Linked DNA regions of Sus scrofa: region 2 is linked to region 1. A link is a contact called in public Hi-C data. All regions are on one chromosome and are shown on one strand. The core of a region is the stretch at or near the end of the contact, and the rest is flanking DNA. Distances in the headings are between cores, read along the strand shown.

Evidence for each region. A called contact is a pair of places that touch in the nucleus more often than the background predicts.
Region 2: a contact with region 1 is called in a Hi-C map of liver, with 2.6 times the contacts expected there. A contact is called at or near these places in 3 of 47 Hi-C or Micro-C datasets (liver and skeletal muscle) and 1 of 2 datasets of targeted methods (skeletal muscle).

What each region holds. Positions count from the first base shown.
Region 1 is chr4:69,382,133-69,388,220 of Sscrofa11.1, reverse strand. The region is part of intron 3 of LOC110260285 (a long non-coding RNA gene); the gene reads right to left. LOC102167557 (a long non-coding RNA gene) reads left to right here. Exons shown (of 7, transcript XR_002343278.1): 5 at 5,554-5,661. Among named protein-coding and RNA genes, the nearest start is that of ARMC1, 400 kb to the right of the region's middle.
Region 2 is chr4:69,679,821-69,685,908 of Sscrofa11.1, reverse strand. The region is part of intron 1 of LOC100738003 (25-hydroxycholesterol 7-alpha-hydroxylase-like); the gene reads right to left. Among named protein-coding and RNA genes, the nearest start is that of BHLHE22, 120 kb to the left of the region's middle.

The sequences.
Region 1 (6,088 bases), core at 1,516-4,015:
TTTTCTCGAACCCCCCACTCGCCTGATTGCCGGCACTAGGTAAAAACCAGCCAGTCTGCAAATTCATCATTAATGGGTTGATTTTTTTAAGGGCATAGGAGGGGCCCTGCTCGGACATAAAGCCACAGGATCCTATTTTCTGTAATGGGGATTATGGCTGCCATTGTATTGGCCTCATTCTTTTCCAAGTAACGATTTTTGATTCCTTTTACATATTTGCGAATTCTACATTTTTTTCTTTCTGCAGTAATCCCAGGAGGGGGACCACCTGTGTCCCAGTAAGCGGCAGGGAGGGACTTGGGTGCCAGGGGCTGTGTGCTAGATTGGAAGGCCCAAGTGCGCTGGAACTCTAGAAAACTTCCTCTTAGGAATCGCTCTGTGGAAAGAGATGGTGTGGACGGCGGGGAAGGGCTCTGAAGGCTGAACCAGCGGAGCTCGGAGAATCGGGGGACAGCTGGTGAAATGTGTGGTGCCTCCCAAAGCACCATGGTCACTTACTATTAGGAATTCATCGAGGAGCGAAAGGAATCCTAAGTGGAACTGTAACGCATGCAAAAATAAGTACCGACAAAATAAATACACACTTGCTGTAAAGAAAGTGAGTCCCAACTTTTTAATTTTATAGATAAAACATATATATCTTCAATGGACATTTTAACTTTTACCTAGACTCCACCCAGGTTAAGATATAGGATATTTCCAAAACTCCAGTGGCCTTGTGATACAGATATAAATAAATGCACATAAGCAGACTCACTAAGAAGCCCAACTCTGCTGCCTCCACTGCTTTTCCCATAGACAATACACCCAAGTCTCCTCTCTCCCTGCCCCCTGCCTCTCTCTCTTACACACACACACACACACACACACACACACACACACACAGGAAGTGAGCAGAACAGTGCTTGGACTTTGCCACCAAGAGACCCCCGGCGACGAGGAAAGCCCTCGCTAGTGAGCAGCTGCATGCAGAAACCAAGGGAAGGTTTCCAGTGACCCATAACCTTGAAATCTTATAAGGGTCATCCATCTAGAATAACTACCATGTTAGCTGACAGAGAGGAAGAAATTTTCTTCTACCCTTCTAGGTTCTTCTGGCTGGTCTAGGAATTAGATTGACAAGAGACAGATGAACAAGAGAAAATTGAATGAGAGAAAATCGAACGAAAGTTTAATAGCGTGTATGTATGGAAGAGGCCCAGGGATACTGAGTAACTCCCCCAATGGCTGAAAAATTCACCTTAAATACCATCTTAAGCTAAAGACAAAAGAGGTGGTTGCGGGTAGTGGTTTGGGATTTCCAAGGGGAGGACGGCGGCTGCCATGGAAAAGCAAACAAAAGTTTGGCAAACAAATATTTGTTGGGCCATGAAGGGAGAATGAGATCCAGAGTGGACTCTCATCCTTAGGCTCTTTCCTCCCACCCCACTCAGCTCATATTCTTTTGCTCTTATCTCTGGTGCTAGCTTTATTCTGGGAACAGGCTCTCTGTTTATAAACATGGGGATATGTAGGGGCCAAATTGTGTTCCCTTGCATAACCCAATGGTGGTTGTTACCAAAATCCAGTATCTTTGCTCAGATATGAAAGCCAAGTGACCCGGTGCCTGCCAACATGGTCACACAGTCCCTTATGGTTTAGGTGCAGAAGTCATGGGATTTCTCTTTCCACGAAATGCTAAGTCCAAAGTCTCTTACACACCATTTCTCAGGGGTCTGATGCTTCCAGAAGTATCAGCCTCTGTTGGGGGTGCAGGATAAGCTACCACAGAATAGCTGTGAAGAAAATGACTGTGCGGCATCCCACTGGGAAGGCATACACACTAACGAGCTGCTTACACATCCATGCTCTTCAAAGAGTAACAGAGTCCATGTCTCTTCCCAAACACAAGTCCAAAATTATGCCACATGTTGGCTGACCCATTAAGGACCTTCCCAGTGGATATTTGAATAGAAGACAACAATGTTTAAACAGACCAACTTCATTGTTTTTGTTTTTTGTTTTTAACCTCATTTAACCCATTACCTTCCATCATGGTGCTGCTTTGTTTACATTTTCTACAACTGAAAAACAACTATTATATTAGCATATAGTCACTACCAAGTATTTTTAAGAGGAAGAAATTTAGGGTGTAATCCAACACAAATGTGTTTTCAGAGGAGAGGTAACTTTTTTTTTTTTTTACTTTGGGGCATCAGGAAATGTGTGCCCATAATACTATGAAGGTTTGCGTATGTGCAGGAAATGTATATATTTGATATGCTCACTGCACTTGAGATATTTTGCAAATGATCTTTAAAGACACAAACAAGAAAAAGCAGTCATGCCTATCAAAAATAATTCCTGGTCCCTGAACATCAGCCTCAGATAGATGGTTACCCAATCACGCAGATTTTTAAAATATCAGCATTCTCCCCAAAGAATATTATTTTTCTACCCAGCACAGAGAGGAATAATTTTGGGATTTGCCCTTCCTAGGTAAACAGATGATCCTGACCTTTGTAACATCATACTGCTCTGTGGTTTTGGAGCAAAAACCATGTATAGAGAGGCACAGAAAACCGAGGCACCAAATACTGCTTACATTCCCCCCAAAGAAAGAAGATCATCAGAAATAATGTGGTGCACTTGATTAAGAATGAAAACGTGGTCTCATAACGTAAAAAGTACTGCTAAGGCCCAGGAGAAGGAAGGGGGAACTGGGTTTGATGACTTAGTGCTGATGGCGTGAACTCAGATAAAGGAAGCCTGCTCCGCCCCCACGTGGGAGGAAGATAACGCTGTGTGTCTGAAGCACTGAGGGTTCTCATTTCCAGTTCTGATTATGGCACTTCTAGTGAGGGGAGGGTCAGAAGCTCCACGCCGTGCCCCCAGCCATGGCCTCTCGTTCAGGTTCGAGGAGAGGCTGTTCTGGCATGGAATCAGGCTGGGATTGGACTGCAGCCTCTCTACTTGGCCTTGGCCTTGGACAGCTTGCTTACTTTCTCCCAGCCTCATATTCTCTCTCGGCTCATGAGCAAGACAATTCCAGTCTCCCAAGTGAGGATTAACTGCCATGAAGGGGAAAACAGCTCACATATACCTGGCAAGTCCTAAGCCCCAAAAGCATGCTATGACTGACATGCAGCCGCAACAAACGTGGCCGTTTCTGTCAAAAAATAGTGCTGCAAATGCATATCCAATGCAAAAATTAAGATGACTAGGTGGCAATGCAGAAATCATATTTTGTAAAGCAGCCAGACTTGTTAATGCATATTTGATGGGGGGAGAGGGCAGGATGACAAAGAACAGAGCGCCCCCTTCACCTGCCACTCAGGAACTGGTGTGACCTCATGCGTGTTACCTAAATTCCCTGCGTTTCAGTGTCTCCACCTGAAAAGGGGGTAATAATAAGAAACCCACCTCAGGATTAGATGAGATGATATAGGAACCATTCCTGGCAAATATAAGCACTATAAAACTTCGCCAGCATTCCTAGTGCTCTGATGGCTCTGAAATAGAGGCTCGTGATTTCATCCTTTACTAACTTTTGGCTGTGGTGTGGCAATAAAATCTTATTGCTGCTCAAAAGCCCAGGAAACTGACCAAAATCCATTGTTCACTTTTATTTGATTTTTTTTTTTTGTTTTCAGTGTTTGCTAAGTTGGAACTATTGTTTATTTTATTTCATTGCTGCAAGCCATATCATAAACTTGCTGTGTCACCTCTCTCTCCTTTTCTCTCTCTCTGCTTCTCTTCCTCTCTCTCTCAGACACACACACACACACACACACACACACTCGTGCAGGGTGCGTGTAACTGGAGCCATCCAAACCCCAAGCTGTTAGGAAAATGCTTCAACGTACAACAGGAAAAGGAGTGGCCTTATTTTGGCCTCAAAATGAAAAGACTTGGATATTGGTCCTAATTCTATCACTTAACCTTGGGTAAAGCACTTACTTTCTGTATGTGTAAAATAGGTAATGGCATGTGTTTTCATTTCATGGGCTCCCTGTGAGGACCAAATCTGTGAAAGGACTTTGAAAAGTATGAATCCCTCTATAGGCTTAAATATCAGGTACTGGAATTAATACATTAAAGACAGCTTCACCACCAAACATTCATGAGTGTGATAAACAGATTAATGAAGACTTTATAATAAATATATAACTGTCAGAAATGACCTAAGAGTCCAGCTAAAAAGCCAGGGCATCCAAATTCTCTGGGTCCTAAACCGTGAGGCTGTTCGGGAGATACAACTCTGTCCTGCTCCCAGGGGGCTCGTGTGTCTCTGGATCAAGTGATTCTGATTAATACGTGGACAAACAGGGCTCACATTTTAATTTTGCTTCTTCCTATCTTTGAGAATATTTCCAATATTACAATGTCTATCCCCCAAATAGCATAAGACCCAAATAAAAGTAAATCCAACAAAATCTGCTTAACTCAGGCTGCTTTAAAATAAGAGTTTATACAATGGGACAGTTGGTCCCAATCCTGGTTTAATATGTCTGCAGTACAAAGGGTCTTTGCTGCCTCCTGTTTCTGCAGAAAAAGGAGCTTATTAAAATAAATGTAGAATAGAACTTAAGCTCCTAATAGGAATGGAATAGCAATAATTGATACAATAATAACAGAAACAATAAATTATTTTTCCAGGATATTTCTTATTCTTGCTTTGTAATTTAATTTAGTAATATTCATCTTTCAAGGGTTACTTCATATAAATGTAGAAATAATTATTTCTCCTTAAAAAGTTCTAGTGTTTCTTTTAAAGAATAGTATGACAATAAAAAGGCAATTCTAAAAATAAATTCAAATTACCTGTAGTGAACAAAGTAATTCAAATCTAAATAACACTGAGAAACATACAGGCACCTGACCATTCTGTCATTAGACAAGAGGGCAGAAGAGGCTAATTGATCATGATTACAAAATAAGCATTTTTCAATAATAAACCATAATGAGTCAAATAAAAATCAATGTGTGTATTATCTGTGTTTGTGTCGTGAGCCTGAGTGCATGTACTTGTGTGTTCAAGCCGAATTCAACTAGCAGGCACTGATCACACATCTCATCTTGTGAATGGCATTAGATATCTTGTTCAAAATCTCTGATTAATCTGATTAAGCTAGTGAGTGAATAATCCTTTAATCCTCTCAAGAATACAGTTTATGTCTGCTGAGTGTCAAATTTAAGACGGGTAAGCTGTAAATACCAAAATTTAAGTGAAAGGAAGGAGAAAAAGGCAGCCACCCAAAGTCAAACTGTGCCGCCTCTTTCCCGGCTTCTGTCTTTTGTGGGTGACCTTCTCGGCTGAAACGAGAATGAGAAGCATTAGGAAAAATCATAAATCATCCTCCAGCGGTGGCGCTGCGGCAGGGAGCGTATCAGTCACCGGAGGACCAGGCTGCTAGCATGTGCTTCCCTTTTCCCAACCAGCTTAATTATAAATTAATGGGCACTGCCTTTTGCTTCTCATTTCATTCTGGAGCAGAAGTGTTTAAAACCAGATATTTATTTTGTAGTTAGAAAACTGTCGCAGGGGCTAAAAACTGCTACATCTTTTTGTAGAATCACAAGAACAGGAAAATGAACATCCTTCCATTAGAATCGCAGTCCGAAGACGACACTTCAGCAACTGTTACTGCATTTGGCTTTGACCGGGTCAAAGGAATTGAGGTACCCTGATGCTGCTTTATCATTATGCAGCAAATTCAAATAATAACAATGAGATGAGATAGTGTGGGGAGGTGGTTAGCAGAAAGACAGTGATGATTCATTCAATGCCCAAGGAAAGGTTAAAAAAAAAAATTCTTTTAAAGCGATGGGCTGGCTTGCTTGGGGCATTTGACCACTTACTTTTAACTGAAATATGTATATATCATGCCAATCAGAAGTTTAGAATATCTGTAGCCCAGAATGTGCTGTATATTTTTGTGTGTCAGTTGTTTATGAAATTGTCCCCTGCCCCTAAAAACCTTGACTGCTGGAAGGGCAAATGGCTCAACAAGATTAATTTGCCTCTCAACTACTTTTTCATTTACTAATTTAACACGGGTCAAGGGGATCTGGTCTAATTAAAGTATTGGCCAGCCCTGAAAAGCAG
Region 2 (6,088 bases), core at 2,234-4,733, 300 kb before region 1:
CAGAGCAGAGAACCAAGGAACTCACTCATCTCCAGCTCCAGTAAAGGGACAGGTGACTTTCTCTCTCCAGCTGAGAAGCACGGCACTAGGGGGCCACAGGTGTGCCTTGTGGGGTGTGTCTTGTCATTCTGGTGTGTTACGGTGGTAAAAATATTGAAAATCAATGGAGAGTATAATCTGCATAAAACAAGCTGGGGCAGAGGGAGACCACCGTTTCATAATTTTCTCAAATAGCCCCAAGGACATTTATCTACAAATATGCTTAGAACTCAGGTGATCGTCTCCTTATACACCAGAAAATTGCCATCTTATTTCACAGTCAATGATTATTCTCAATTATTCTCAATGTCTGAAATCTAGCATTTTTCAGGTAATATGTTTGCAATCAATGAATCAATGAGCAAATGAGTGGTATTCTCCAAAACAGGTTAGTTATTTTATAAAACATATATATCCTGATGTGATGCTGCAAACTTCCACAAAAAAAAAAAAAAAAAAAAACCCACCTCTCAAAACATTAAGCACAAAGGTTTCTATCATGTTCTTTGGTGTTACAGGATTTTTTTTTTTTTTGGTAATGGAATTATTTAGGATTGATGGTTTTGCAGTTAAGGTACACTTTTAAATCAGAAATTAACTTTTAATATATGACTTGGTGATGATAATACTGAGGTAGGTAAAGTGTAGTTGCCTTCTTCTAGGCAATATACTTGATTAATTTTGAACAATTTAACAGTGAAAGATTAATTAAGAATTTCATCCAGTACAAGCTATCTTTCTTTTCCAATTACACTCCTTTAGAGCCACTATTACTGTTTTAATAATCGTACTGAAAATGCTAGAAAGTATCAAGATAATACCGTGCTTCAGTGAGAACAATAAAATTCAGGAACGTGGCACTTTGATATTTGGAGCATTTTAACACTGGGTGTATAAATGCCAGCCCTTCTGAACTCCAATGGTTGTTAGAACCCTGGAGATCTAAAATCAGCCTTAAATTTTTTATTTATGTAAGAACTACTTTTTATTAAGTATCTATTTGAAAATATTTTGCTAGAAAGAGAAAACAGTATTAAGAACTCTAATCAGATGCTAGCAGATTTCAGACTTAAGATAACATTTTCTCTAAAGATACAGTCAGTAGAATTGTCTTTGAAACAAAAGTATACCTTACCCTTGACCCTAACTCAAGCAAATTTTAGAGTGATAAAGTGAAACCAAGGTTAGAGTTTATGGTAAAATCGACTATGAGACACTGAGTACAATGCGCTAACAACAAGTACAAGGAGGGAAAATGTAATTTAAGTGTTCTTTTATACTCTTAAGCAAGGAAGACAGTTGTTCTCCAAAAAATCATACCTCCCATAACACTAACTTCCCATATATTTCCCATACACTAACGCACCAAATTGTTAGTAATTTAAGTATGTTACGCCCCATCTTTCCGGCTTTCGTAATCAGGATCCTAATTCTAATGGAATAGAAACTGTCGTCAAAAGTTCAGCAATTGTGAAAGCTTTCCTTCACTTATTTGATTTCCAATAAACAAGCAGCAGCAAGAAACCTCGGTTGCTTCAGGACAACAGAAATAAGTTCTTCTCCCAAATAACAGCTCTAGTATTCCTATCAACTGGATTTAATCAGGTCCATTTTGTCCTATATTAAAAATATTAAAATAATCCCAGTAAATAACGATGCTGCTTGATGGAGAGGCTGTCCAACATCACCTCCAAAAACCAGGTTTCAAGGAAGACCTGGTTTGCATTTGTCTTAATTCTTCATCTTACACGTGTCTCCCCTCTTTGAATAATATCTGAAAAGTAACAGTAATCCCTTGCTGCCACATAGTAAGCCCTCTAGAAATGAGAGCAAAGGTTATTAGCAGAAAAAACGTTTTCTTAAAAGAATATATTTCCATCACTATCAAAAGTGGAATTGAGCAGTTTATCTACTTAATGCCACCAAGTAGCTCATACAATGAGAATTGGTATTAAAAACCCTGAAAGGTTCAGCTTTAAACGATAACACATTAGTATGCATTTAGAATCTACACCTGAATAACGCAAAATGCATATGCTATGCAACATATGTGTGTACCAAACAAGTCTTCAAGAGAGAAAATGAAAGCCTGAGACTTTTACTAAGATAATGCTTTCATCCTTAATGGAGTTCATTTTCATTTAGTTTTGAGAGTCCCTAAAGAATATCCGAGCCAACTTTATTTCCCAAATTCCAGAGTCTATTATCTCTATCACCATATTTGTCTCATTCAAGCCCACAGTCCCCTGATAACTGACTAGTCAATCAACTTTCTGATGTCATCTCCAGGTGATCGTTCTTTTCTAGGCAAAAATGTAAACAAAGAGGGTTTATTTGGGACTGAAGAGTAACCTCTTCCTCTCTTTTGAGTGAACAAAGACCTCACCAACTCAGACAGACTAGTAAAGCTGTTTAAAAACTTAGATGCTATTGCAAACATGACTTGCCTTCAAAAGCTGATCCCTGGGAACAGAGTTCAGCTGTCATTTGAAATGAAAAGTCTCTCCAATCAAGGATAGGGCAGTGCTCTCCTGGAGAGTAGGTTATTTCCAAATTATACTAGTAAACAATTTCACCAAAACATTAGCATTAGTTATGGTGTTTCCCCCCTCCCCTTGGATTCTAACTTATTTTTCTAAAGACTTAAAATTCAAAATCCAATGGACAATTTATCTCTGGCCAATGATAACTCTGGACTTCTAAAGGTTTTGTTGGCAAATATACACAGGAAATTGGGGGCTATTTTTTAAATTCACTATCAAAATATAGCGGACTCTGGGTGTAAGCTGGGCAGTGAGCGTAGGAAGAGAGGGGAGGGAGCCACACTGGGAGTCCGAGGTGCTAAACTGCATGATTCTATCCCGCCAGGCTTCTGGTTGTTTCTTTTTTCCTTCTTTCTTTTTTTTCTTCTTTTTTTTCTTCACCTGCAGCATATAGAGCTTCCCAAGTTTGGGGTCGAATCGGAGCTGCAGCTGACAGCCTACACCAACAGCCACAGCAATGCCAGATCCGAGTTGCATCTGTGATCTACACCACAGCTTGCAGCAACACAGGCTCCTTAATCACTGAGGAAGGGTGGGGATCCAACCTGCATCCTTATGGATGCTATACCTGTTCTTAACCCGCTGAGCTACAACAGAAACTCCTGTGATTGCTTCTTTGGCAATATCCAAAGACACGAAATGGCCTATGGGAACTCAGGCTATAGGCAGAAAGAGGCAAAGGAACTGCTCTTTCCTTCTTTGTTTTTGGCTGCCCTGTGGCATATGGAGTTCCCAGGCCAGGGATCAGGCCTGAGATGCAGTTTCGACCTACGACGCACCTGTGGCAATGCCAGATCCTTAACCCACAATTCAGAACAGGGATCGAATCTGCAGCCCAGCACTTCAGAGACGCTGCCAATCCTGTTGCATCACAGCAGTATCTCTTTTTCTGACTGTATGTCCCTGTGACACAACAGCAAGGATTAAGTAAACATGTTACACAACAGAGTACAACTCTTATCTAAGCTAAAAATTGAGCCTTGAGTGTAAACTTTAATCTCTGTATTTTGCTTGGAATTACAAAAGATTTGAGTGCAATCTTAGCTTTACTGTCTTAAATTTACTGACCTTGGAGGTTCTGAGATACCATCTTCTGCTCTCTGCTTTGCCCCCGTTGCTGCTACCAGTTCACACTGCTCGACAAGCCATCCTTATTCCATTCTCACAATCAGCCCATATCTCACCTGCTTTTCCTTGGTTCTTTGGAAAAGTTATTTAGCACTATTTGTTGTATATGAAGTCTTTAAGGAAAGAAGTCTCCCGTGAAAAATCACAAAGGTGTGGATAAAACATTTTTAAAAGGTATAATGTCAATACAAGAATTACTAGGCAGCCTAGACCTTTCAGCTTGTGGCTTTACCTTCTGGGTGAGAGCCTCCCATTCAATCATTTGATTTCCAGTACTGAAGAGTTTCTAGTACGGGACTAGAGAGGCACCAAATCAAAAAACTGAAAGACACATGCAAAGCTCCCAGAAAAGATAAAAGCACGAAGAACAAAATGTGTGGACAAAGTTGAGAAGGGCTGAAGTAGTCTGTGGTTACTGAAACAGGATACCTCCACCACACTGAGCAGCCTGGGCCCCACTATGGTGTCAGAAACAACATCATACTTTTGATAGTCACTATTTTAATGATGACTTCTACAGTTTAACTTACAATCATTTTTCTGAATTAGTGTTTTATTCGAAATTCATTGTTATTATTATTATTATTGTTATTTATTTATTTATTTATTTATTTATTTATTTATTGCTTTTTAGGGCTGCACCTGCGGCATGTGGAGGTTCCCAGGCTAGGGATCGAATCGGAGCTACAGCTGCCGGCCTGCACCACAGTCACAGCAATGCATCTGTGACCCACACCACAGCTCAGGGGAGCACTGGATCCTTAACCCACTGAGCAAGGCCAGGGATCGAACCCACAACCACATGGTCAGATTCGTTTCTGCTGCTCCATGATGAGAACTCCAAAATTCATTATTTTTTGAAATATGCCTTTAAAATACTCTTCATTCTTGAATGTATATGTGTACATAATACATGCATTCTGATCTAGTAAATATTCAACTCTAAGAGTACTAGTCATTAAAATCATAGCACACAGAAGCAAAATTATAATCAAAGATACTTACATGAACTTTTCCTTCAAATAAAGCCTGAAGATATTTGTGTGTGTGTGTGTGTGTGTGTGTGTGTGTGTGTGTGTGGTGTGTAAAGTTCCTTCCACTGATTTGCACTGCTTTTGTGTAGCTGGGTGTGTGGGGTGGGTTCCCCCAGATAATCCATTCCCTCTCTTGCTCTATACTCCCCTCCTTCTTTGTCTTCTCCCCCCAGAGAATGCTAAGGGGTCTAATTATGGGTGACATGATCTGCCCTGCTCTGGTCTGTGTCACTTGTGTGGGTGGAGCTCATCCTGAAAAAGCAGATGGGGAGTTTGGGGTTAGCAGACGTAAACTATTACGTTTAGAATGGATAAGCAATGAGGTCCTGCTGTACAGCACAGGGAACTAGATCTAGTCTTCTGGGATATATATGTATCACGGAGTCACTTTGCTGTATGGCAAAATTGGCACATCATTGTACATCAACTATACCTTCATTAAAAAAAAACTCTAGATATGGAGATCAGTATGGAGATACCTTAGAAATCTATACATAGAACTACCATACAATCCAGCAATCCCACTCTTGGGCATATATCCGGACAAAACTTTCCTTAAAAAAGACACATGCACCTGCATATTCATTGCAGTACTATTCACAATAGCCAAGACATGGAAACAACTCAAATGTCCATTGACAGATGATTGGATTAGGAAGATGTGGTATATATACACAATGGAATACTACTCAGCCATAAAAAAGAACGACATAATGCCATTTGCAGCAACATGGATGGAAGTAGAGACTCTCATACTGAATGAAGTAAGTCAGAAAGAGAAAGACAGGAGTTCTTGTCGTGGTGCAGTGGTTAATGAATCCGACTAGGAATGGTGAGGTTTCGGGTTCAGTTCCTGGCCTTGCTTCAATGGGTTAAGGATCTGGCATTGCTGAGAGCTGTGGTGTGGGTCGCAGACATGGCTCAGATCCCGCACTGCTGTGGCTCTGGAGTAGGCCGGCGGCTACAGCTCTGATTAGACCCCTAGCCTGGGAACCTCCATATGCCGCGGGAGCGGCCCTAGAAAAGGCAAAAAAAAAAAAAAAAAAAAAAAAAGAGAGAGAAAGACAAATACCATATGATATCACTTATATCTGGAATCTAATATATGGCACAAATGAACGTTTCCACAGAAAAGAAAATCCGGGACATGGAGAACAAACTTGTGGTTGCCAAGGGGGTGGGGGAGGGAGTGGGGTGGTTGGGAAGCTTGGAAACTATTGCCTTTGGAATGGATTAGCAATGAGATCCTGCTGTGTAGCACTGGGAACTATGTCTAGTCACTTATGATGGAGCATGATAATGCGTGAAAATAGAATGTGTACATGTATATGTAATTGGGTAACC